Regions from separate parts of the Xenopus tropicalis genome. Here region 1 is linked to region 2. Evidence: chromatin contacts called from public Hi-C data. All regions are on one chromosome and are shown on one strand. The core of a region is the stretch at or near the end of the contact, and the rest is flanking DNA. Distances in the headings are between cores, read along the strand shown. Region 1 holds the start of vps18 (VPS18, CORVET/HOPS core subunit). Region 2 holds the start of dnajc17 (DnaJ heat shock protein family (Hsp40) member C17).

What was found. A called contact is a pair of places that touch in the nucleus more often than the background predicts.
Region 1: a Hi-C map of tailbud embryo shows a contact between it and region 2, with 2.5 times the contacts expected there. The contact joins the promoter of vps18 here to the promoter of dnajc17 in region 2. A contact is called at or near these places in 3 of 5 Hi-C or Micro-C datasets (brain, neurula embryo and tailbud embryo).

The regions. Positions count from the first base shown.
Region 1 is chr8:115,323,797-115,328,118 of UCB_Xtro_10.0, forward strand. It overlaps vps18 (VPS18, CORVET/HOPS core subunit), which reads left to right and starts at 2,456. Exons shown (of 5, transcript NM_001127982.1): 1 at 2,456-2,546; 2 at 3,873-4,014. The coding sequence starts at 2,459.
Region 2 is chr8:115,161,350-115,165,441 of UCB_Xtro_10.0, forward strand. It overlaps dnajc17 (DnaJ heat shock protein family (Hsp40) member C17), which reads right to left and starts at 2,658. Exons shown (of 11, transcript NM_001017233.2): 1 at 2,499-2,658; 2 at 1,498-1,567; 3 at 247-305. The coding sequence starts at 2,585. zfyve19 (zinc finger FYVE domain containing 19) reads left to right here and starts at 2,945. Exons shown (of 12, transcript NM_001123487.1): 1 at 2,945-3,029; 2 at 3,288-3,350; 3 at 4,004-4,092. The coding sequence starts at 3,297.

The DNA.
Region 1 (4,322 bases), core at 1,206-3,705, 160 kb after region 2:
AACCCTAGCCACACTCAAATGTAAAAAGTGTTGGTGAGCCACACAAGCATGAAAAAGTTCCTTGGGGATGCCAAATAAGGACAGAAATTGGCTATTTGGTAGCCCCATGTGGTCTGCTGGCCTGCAGGAGGCTCTGCTTGCAGTAAAACTGACATTTTCTCTGGGCTTCCAAAACCTGCCTTTAAATCACAAATTAAAAAATGCAGCTGGTTGGGAAGCACTCATCACTATGGCATCTTACAGGACCCCCTGTGGTATTTGCCAGAACCCAGAACCCACTGGATCTGATATTATTTCTTTTATACAGACCAGAGTTTCCCAAACTGCATAGTTTCTTCCCCTTGGTTGGAGTGAAAAACATAGAAGGGTTGGCCCACTGTGCAGACCAGTTACAAAGAAATTGGGTTGGGTGCCCATTTTCTGTTTTAGGATAGGAGAGTTCATTTAATAGGGTAAAATTTGGGCTGAACAGTTACTTTTGTTTTAAATATTCTTGTTACCTTTAGGTTTATGTGCTCCAACCCGGTCCAAGGAAAGTCTCCCATAGGGCTCAATGGCACTCTGCAGCTCCAACCCGGCCCAAGGAAAGTCTCCCATAGGGCTCAATGGCACTCTGCAGCTCCAACCCGGCCCAAGGAAAGTCTCCCATAGGGCTCAATGGCACTCTGCAGCTCCAACCCGGCCCAAGGAAAGTCTCCCATAGGGCTCAATGGCACTCTGCAGCTCCAACCCAGCCCAAGGAAAGTCTCCCATAGGGCTCAATGGCACTCTGCAGCTCCAACCTGGCCCAAGGAAAGTCTCCCATAGGGCTCAATGGCACTCTGCAGCTCCAACCCGGCCCAAGGAAAGTCTCCCATAGGGCTCAATGGCACTCTGCAGCTCCAACCCAGCCCAAGGAAAGTCTCCCATAGGGCTCAATGGCACTCTGCAGCTCCAACCCGGCCCAAGGAAAGTCTCCCATAGGGCTCAATGGCACTCTGCAGCTCCAACCTGGCCCAAGGAATGTCTCCCATAGGGCTCAATGGCACTCTGCAGCTCCAACCCGGCCCAAGGAAAGTCTCCCATAGGGCTCAATGGCACTCTGCAGCTCCAACCCGGCCCAAGGAAAGTCTCCCATAGGGCTCAATGGCACTCTGCAGCTCCAACCCGGCCCAAGGAAAGTCTCCCATAGGGCTCAATGGCACTCTGCAGCTCCAACCCGGCCCAAGGAAAGTCTCCAATAGGGCTCAATGGCACTCTGCAGCTCCAACCCGGCCCAAGGAAAGTCTCCCATAGGGCTCAATGGCACTCTGCAGCTCCAACCCGGCCCAAGGAAAGTCTCCCATAGGGCTCAATGGCACTCTGCAGCTCCAACCCGGCCCAAGGAAAGTCTCCCATAGGGCTCAATGGCACTCTGCAGCTCCAACCCGGCCCAAGGAAAGTCTCCCATAGGGCTCAATGGCACTCTGCAGCTCCAACCTGGCCCAAGGAAAGTCTCCCATAGGGCTCAATGGCACTCTGCAGCTCCAACCTGGCCCAAGGAAAGCCTCCCATAGGACTGAATGGCACTCTGCAGCTCCAACCTGGCCAAAAGATAGTCACTATACCAAAGCTTGAATGAATTCCAAAATGGTCGTAGTCTTTACAAAAAATACGACTTTTTGTGGAAGTTAACGAAAACCACAATAAAGTAGTGGAATTTTAACTCAATTATCGTGGACATTACGAAAAGTTCTAGAAGTTAGAAAAAAATACGATTTTTTTTTCAAAAAAACCTGGTTTAATTACTTGGTTTTGTGGTTTAATAAATGGGCCCCTAACTTTGGGCACCTTCCCATTAGCGACTCACATTACTGCTGGCGGGAAAGCATAGCAGAGATCATGGGCAACTAGGCTTCCTATTGGATATAAGCCTTAGAACAACTTATATATGTTATATCATTATATATATTATAGTATTATATATATTAATATATTATATTAGTATATATTATATATATTGTTATAGAAATATAAATCTGGTCTATGCACTTTTCATTTGGGATTACCACCTGGCTAGTAAAAATTATAGTCTATACAAAACTTTATCATACCTACGTTTTAAAACATAGATATAAAAAAGTATGATGAAATTATAATTAATGCAGCAGAAGTCCAGCCCTTTGCGTTTATGATGAAGGGAAGGCTATACTGCCCCTCATTTGGTACTTTTCTTTGAAACACAACTGGCACTATTTCTTTTCACGTCGAAGAAACTAAACTCGCATAAAGTCATAACTGCAACATGTAATTATGGCTGAGTAGCAGATAATAAACACAGTAGGAGCCGGCACCTAAGGGCCAGAAGCCACAGCAACGTCACATGACCTACGGCACCGGAAGCGAGCTGGGCGCTGTGAGAGATCATGTGATCTGCGCTATACCGGAAGCGGAGTGCGGCAGCTGACAGGTTGTAGGCTTCCCATGCCAGAGTCTTGCAATGGCCTCGATATTAGAGCAGTATGAGAATGACTTGTCCCAGGCTAGCCTCTCCAACCAGGGCCGGAGCCCGGATATCCCGCTGTCTGGTAAGGAACAGTATATACAGGCATGGGTTATGGGAGAAAGCGGGGGCACGGCTGGAGGCGGGGGTGAAGGGGGACCTGCCCATACATTTCCCTGAGCCCGCTGGCAGAGCTAGTGAGAGGGGCGCTGGGCCGGTATTAGGGCAGTGAGAGGGGCGCTGGGCCGGTATTAGGGCAGTGAGAGGGGCGCTGGGCCGGTATTAGGGCAGTGAGAGGGGCGCTGGGCCGGTATTAGGGCAGTGAGAGGGGCGCTGGGCCGGTAATAGGGCAGTGAGAGGGGCGCTGGGCCGGTATTAGGGCAGTGAGAGGGGCTCTGGGCCGGTATTAGGGCAGTGAGAGGGGCGCTGGGCCGGTATTAGGGCAGTGAGAGGGGCGCTGGGCCGGTATTAGGGCAGTGAGAGGGGCGCTGGGCCGGTATTAGGGCAGTGAGAGGGGCGCTGGGCCGGTATTAGGGCAGTGAGAGGGGCGCTGGGCCGGTATTCGGGCAGTGAGAGGGGCGCTGGGCCGGTATTCGGGCAGTGAGAGGGGCGCTGGGCCGGTATTCGGGCAGTGAGAGGGGCGCTGGGCCGGTATTCGGGCAGTGAGAGGGGCGCTGGGCCGGTATTCGGGCAGTGAGAGGGGCGCTGGGCCGGTATTAGGGCAGTGAGAGGGGCGCTGGGCCGGTATTCGGGCAGTGAGAGGGGCGCTGGGCCGGTATTCGGGCAGTGAGAGGGGCGCTGGGCCGGTATTCGGGCAGTGAGAGGGGCGCTGGGCCGGTATTCGGGCAGTGAGAGGGGCGCTGGGCCGGTATTTGGGCAGTGAGGGTGTTTTGGCAGGGCATGAAGCTAAATCAAAGGGACTCCAAGTATAAACCGTAAATAAAGATGTGCGTAACAAGATATTATGTTCCTGTATATCTATGGTATGTTCGGATGGCGATGCCCTGCAGCTTTCAGCCCCCCCCCCTTAGAAGTAGCTCTGTGTGTCTTCATCCTTAGGGTATTGACACACGGGGAGATTAGTCTCCAGTCATAAATCTTCGCTATTGCAGACGACTGACATTTCTTAATAAAATGTCTATACAGTATTACACATTGTTTTTAGGTAAAGCTATGGGCTCTTTTATCTAGATCTTTGATATTCAGAAAACTCCCATAGAATCCATTTTAAGCAAATCATTTATATTAAAATTAAATTATTTGCCTTACCTCATCTGGTAAGGCATTATAATATTTTTTGGGGGGGGCTGTGGATGCATATCCGGTTTTAGACTGTATTTTTGATCTTTTCGTACAAAGCTTTCCTGATAGACTATCATTAAATACTTTTCCCACTTTTTCTCATTTCCAGGTTATGTAAATGCTCGTCTAGAGAAAGAAATGCCCATATTTAACAAGCAAAGGATTGATTTCACCCCTCCGGAGAATATCAACAGCCTGTTTGTGTGTAGTAACCAGCTGTGTATGAGCTTGGGAAAAGACTCCATTCTGAGGTAAAGCTATGATTAGTTGTTCTTCCCCATACATGCAAGGCCACTGGTACACTGGACATTTAAAGAGAATAGGGAACTTACAGCATTTAGACCACAATTCTCTTTGAGGAGTCGGGCATGATCAAAAATAAACCTCTCCTTCTACCCTAAATCAGAAGCTCGGAATTTGTTCCCATGTCTTTAAATCTAAAATTTCAGGAGTCAAGACTAACAAGAATATTTAGTTCACCCTTTTGTGTGTTGAGGGCCTAAAAGTAACTGCAGAAACAAAAGAATTACAGAATAGATAATAGTGGGCATTTGTGAAT
Region 2 (4,092 bases), core at 1,408-3,907:
TATTACAATGAACTAAAAGGTGTAAACATATTTTTTACAGCACAGGACTACGCTGAATGTAGTCCAAGGGTTGGAGTCATAAATGGAATCTGATCTGCAGGTTGCCTATCCCTAACTCAACCACAAGTGATCTTTAGGTGGATCCCTAATGTATGGCGTACATGTTGCCAATAGTAATCTTAATGATTAACATACAGAACAGCTCTCTGCAGTGCTCTGATCTGTTTCACATATACAGGCACTTACCTTGGCAGCACCATCCGTCAACACTTCCAAGGCCTGAGACAGCTGATGAAATAGTTCAGCTACAAAAAAAAAAAAAACAAAACACAGAAACAGAGGAAACAATGTAACATGATGGCATCACAAACACCCCCAATTTAATTTTGTAATAATCATCAGCTCAAGTCACATACATATGAAATAACGCTGGGCAGCCATAAGACAGGAGCAAATGGCTCAGGTAATGTAAGTTCTAAGTGCTGCTATAGGAATACAGGACATGAAGCTCAAGGGTTAAGGGCTCTAGGGCAGCGCTGTCCATCTTCTGTGGTACCGAGGGCCAGAATTTTTTTGGCCAACATGGTAGAGGGCCGATAATGGAAGCCAGTTTGACCACTCCCCCTTTTTAAACCACACCCACTTAAAATCACACCCATGTTATGACATGAGCTTTTAAGACTATACCTACATTAATGGTGGTAGTGCAGCAAAACCCCAAATGGTTGGTGCTCACTGTAGGGCTATCACCCTTATTTCATATGTGAAAGAATTATATTATGCCATATTAAGACACAACCTTAAATCCATATGCCTCCTCTTCCCCTGTGGATAGCACAGCAACCCTCAGTACATAATTACACACCTTAGGGACCATATAATGACTATTTTCAAATGCTAACAAACTCCCAGAACAAACCCCTGCCAGGTTCACCTCCCACAGGCAGCATAGGGCAGACAGAGTATGGCACACACAGGCAGCATAAGGCAGGCAGAGTATGGCAAACACATGCAGCATAGGGCAGGCAGAGTATGGCACACACAGGCAGGGTAGGCAGAGTATGGGACACACAGACAGCATAGAGCAGGCAGAGTATGGCACATCAGGCTAGGCTCGATCAATCGATTGCCACATAGTTGATGCATCTCCTGATACTTTCCCCCGGCATTGCCGTATCGCCTTTGTTCAAATGACAGGAAGCCGAGTTTAATAGGTATTTTCTTCTAAAGCATTCAAAATAACAAATGGTTTTCAGGATAGGGCAATTATAGGGGATGGGTAGAATAGATTTTTTAGTTAAAAATTTTTAGTGTTACTTTTCCTTTAACACAAGAAAACACAGGGGTTATCCCTGTTTTGCATTCAATTTCTTCATATGGTCGGGGCGCTGCCCTCCTTTACTCCATAGCACCAGGGAGAACTATTCTGAGAGGCCAGGTATGCATGTGGTTTTTCATTTTTGAGTGACACAACAACAAATAAACACAGGGGCTCACCTGCCCGAGGGTTGTCCGGATTCTTGTCTGGATGGCAAGTTAGCGCTTTCTGTCTGTATGCTTTCTTAATCTTCGTAGTTCAGCAATACATAAAGGTTAATAAAAGACCATAATTAATTGACTGCTAAAAATATACAGTAAAACAAAAAGTAAAAAAAAAAAAAATTTAAACTTATTCACCCATATTATATAAATATGGAAATATGCTTTTTTACAGCTCAGAGCTTGGGCTACAAATCTGCATGCAAGCCCAATAAGAACCACCTGATATATTAAATCTTATATTTCCCCATTACACACTCCCCTGCTTCACTGCCCTCAGTGCTAATTGTCAGTACTGCCCTGCAGCCCCAGATACCCCTCACCAACTCACCCTATCCCTCCTCTGCCTCCATAACTGCCCTTCAATAAAGACACAAGTTAGAAAATGTACTGTGTAATTCACTGCTGGCTGCATAATTAAATCTATGGCGTCACACAACAGATATATTTCATAAGAATCTCTCTATAAATTTTAAAATGTGTGTGTGTGTGTATATATTATATATATATTTAACTTTTAAATGGGGGTCACTGACCACAACAACCAAAAAATTATTGCTCAGTGAAGCTACAGTTTTATTTTTATAAATTACTTATAAACAAACCAGCCATTCATTCAAACCACTCCCTGGCTGCTAAGGTAATTTGGACCCTAGCAACCAGATAGCTGCTGAAACACCAAACTGGAGAGCTGCTGAACATAAAAAAAACTAAAAAACTACAAATAAAAAACAAAGACCAATTGCAATTTATCTCAGAATATTACTCTACATCATACTAAAAGTTTAGTTTTCTCAGCGGTGATCATGCGCTTTAAAGCGTCTGCACTTTGATGCAAAAAATCTCATACAGCAGGGTACCCAGCCAATTTAATGATATAATATCCAGCATGAAGCAAATTTTAGCAATGCACATTATCCCCCGTAAGCCATATGTATGCATTCTATCCCTGTTATTACCTCTTTCGCTGTTGCATCAGGCCCCACTCCCAGCAGCCCGTACAGGTCCATCTGGAGTAATTCCTTAGAAGCCTTTCCAGAAGACATTTTTCCTCTATTCCTTTTCGACTTCCACACTAGATAGAAAAGGTGCCTAGTTTTTCATTTATTTTTGCCATTAGGGAAAGGTCGCTCTTCCTGTTTCGGGATTTGTAGTTTGTTTTTTTTCTCTCACATTAGTCAACGCAACTAGATTTTATAATACGGAACTACGTTTCCCACTAAACACCGCGCGTCGCCATGTAAAAAAAACCCACAAAGCAAATCACCGCCGCTGCGCGTTGCATTAAGGGAAATGTAGTGTACAATTTAACGCCAGGCGTGTTAAGTTGAAGTATGTGAACTACGATTCCCAGGGTGCTATTATTCAAAAAATACTTCCTGAACCATGGGGTAGAAGGATCATACAGTGTCAAAATAAAAGAATAAAATATATCGCTGCTGCATTCAGTTGTAATCAAGCCCGATTGAGAGGGGACTTTGCTGTTGTGGGTATATATTCATTAGTAAAGTATGTATTGCATATAGTAATAAAAATGTATATATCATACACTTTTTCTATGAAAGCTCCTTTGTGTTATAGTATTATTGTATCCTACCTTTGCCTCCTTTAGACTGTTAAGATCATCAGGACTCACTGTATTCATTTTAATTCATAATTATATATTGCCATTGACAGCCTCCTGAAAAGTAGATAGAAATGTGTTTTTTAGTTTCTCATATCAGTTTTTTTTATATTTATTTCAACAGATAAGCAACATGGATAGAAGGTGTTTTGGCTGTGCTTCCAAGTTCTCCATCTTCAAGAAAGAGGTGCCTTTTAGATTATTATTATTATTATTTATATAACGCCATCAATTTATGCAGCGCTTTACAGAATACACATTAATTAGGAATAGTATGATAAATGTATGTTTGGATATCCAACCCATCTTTATATAGAATGGGTCCTAGTGTTGTAGGGGACTGTAGTCCTAAAAACAGTGTAAGGGCTCTGGCACACGGGGAGATTAGTTGCCCGCGACAAATCTCCCTTGTCACGGGCGACTAATCTCCCCGATCTCCCCGAACTTCGTCCGCAACGAATCACCCTGTTCGCGGGCGACTAATCTCCCAGAACTACCATCCCACCGGCAAAAAAGTAAGTCGCCGGTGGGATGGCACACGCTGCGCAGGCGATTTCGGCAAATCACCGAAGTTGCCTCGCGAGGCATTTTTGGCGATTTGCCGAAATCACCTGCGCAGCGTGTGCCATCCCACCGGCGACTTACTTTTTTGCCGTTGGGATGGTAGTTCGGGGAGATTAGTCGCCCGCGAACAGGGTGATTCGTCGCGGACGACTAATCTCCCCGTGTACCAGAGCCCTAAATAGGGGAAATAAAGTCATCAATGTGTCTGAATCCCTTTAAGATCTTTAAGTAAATTATGTAAATTGTAATCTAATTTTGATTTGTTTCTTGTTTTAGTGTGGTTGCAAGTCCTGTGGGCATTCATTCTGTGGCAGTTGCTTGGGTTTTAGTGCAGTACTCCCCCAGTATGGGAACACCAAACAGAA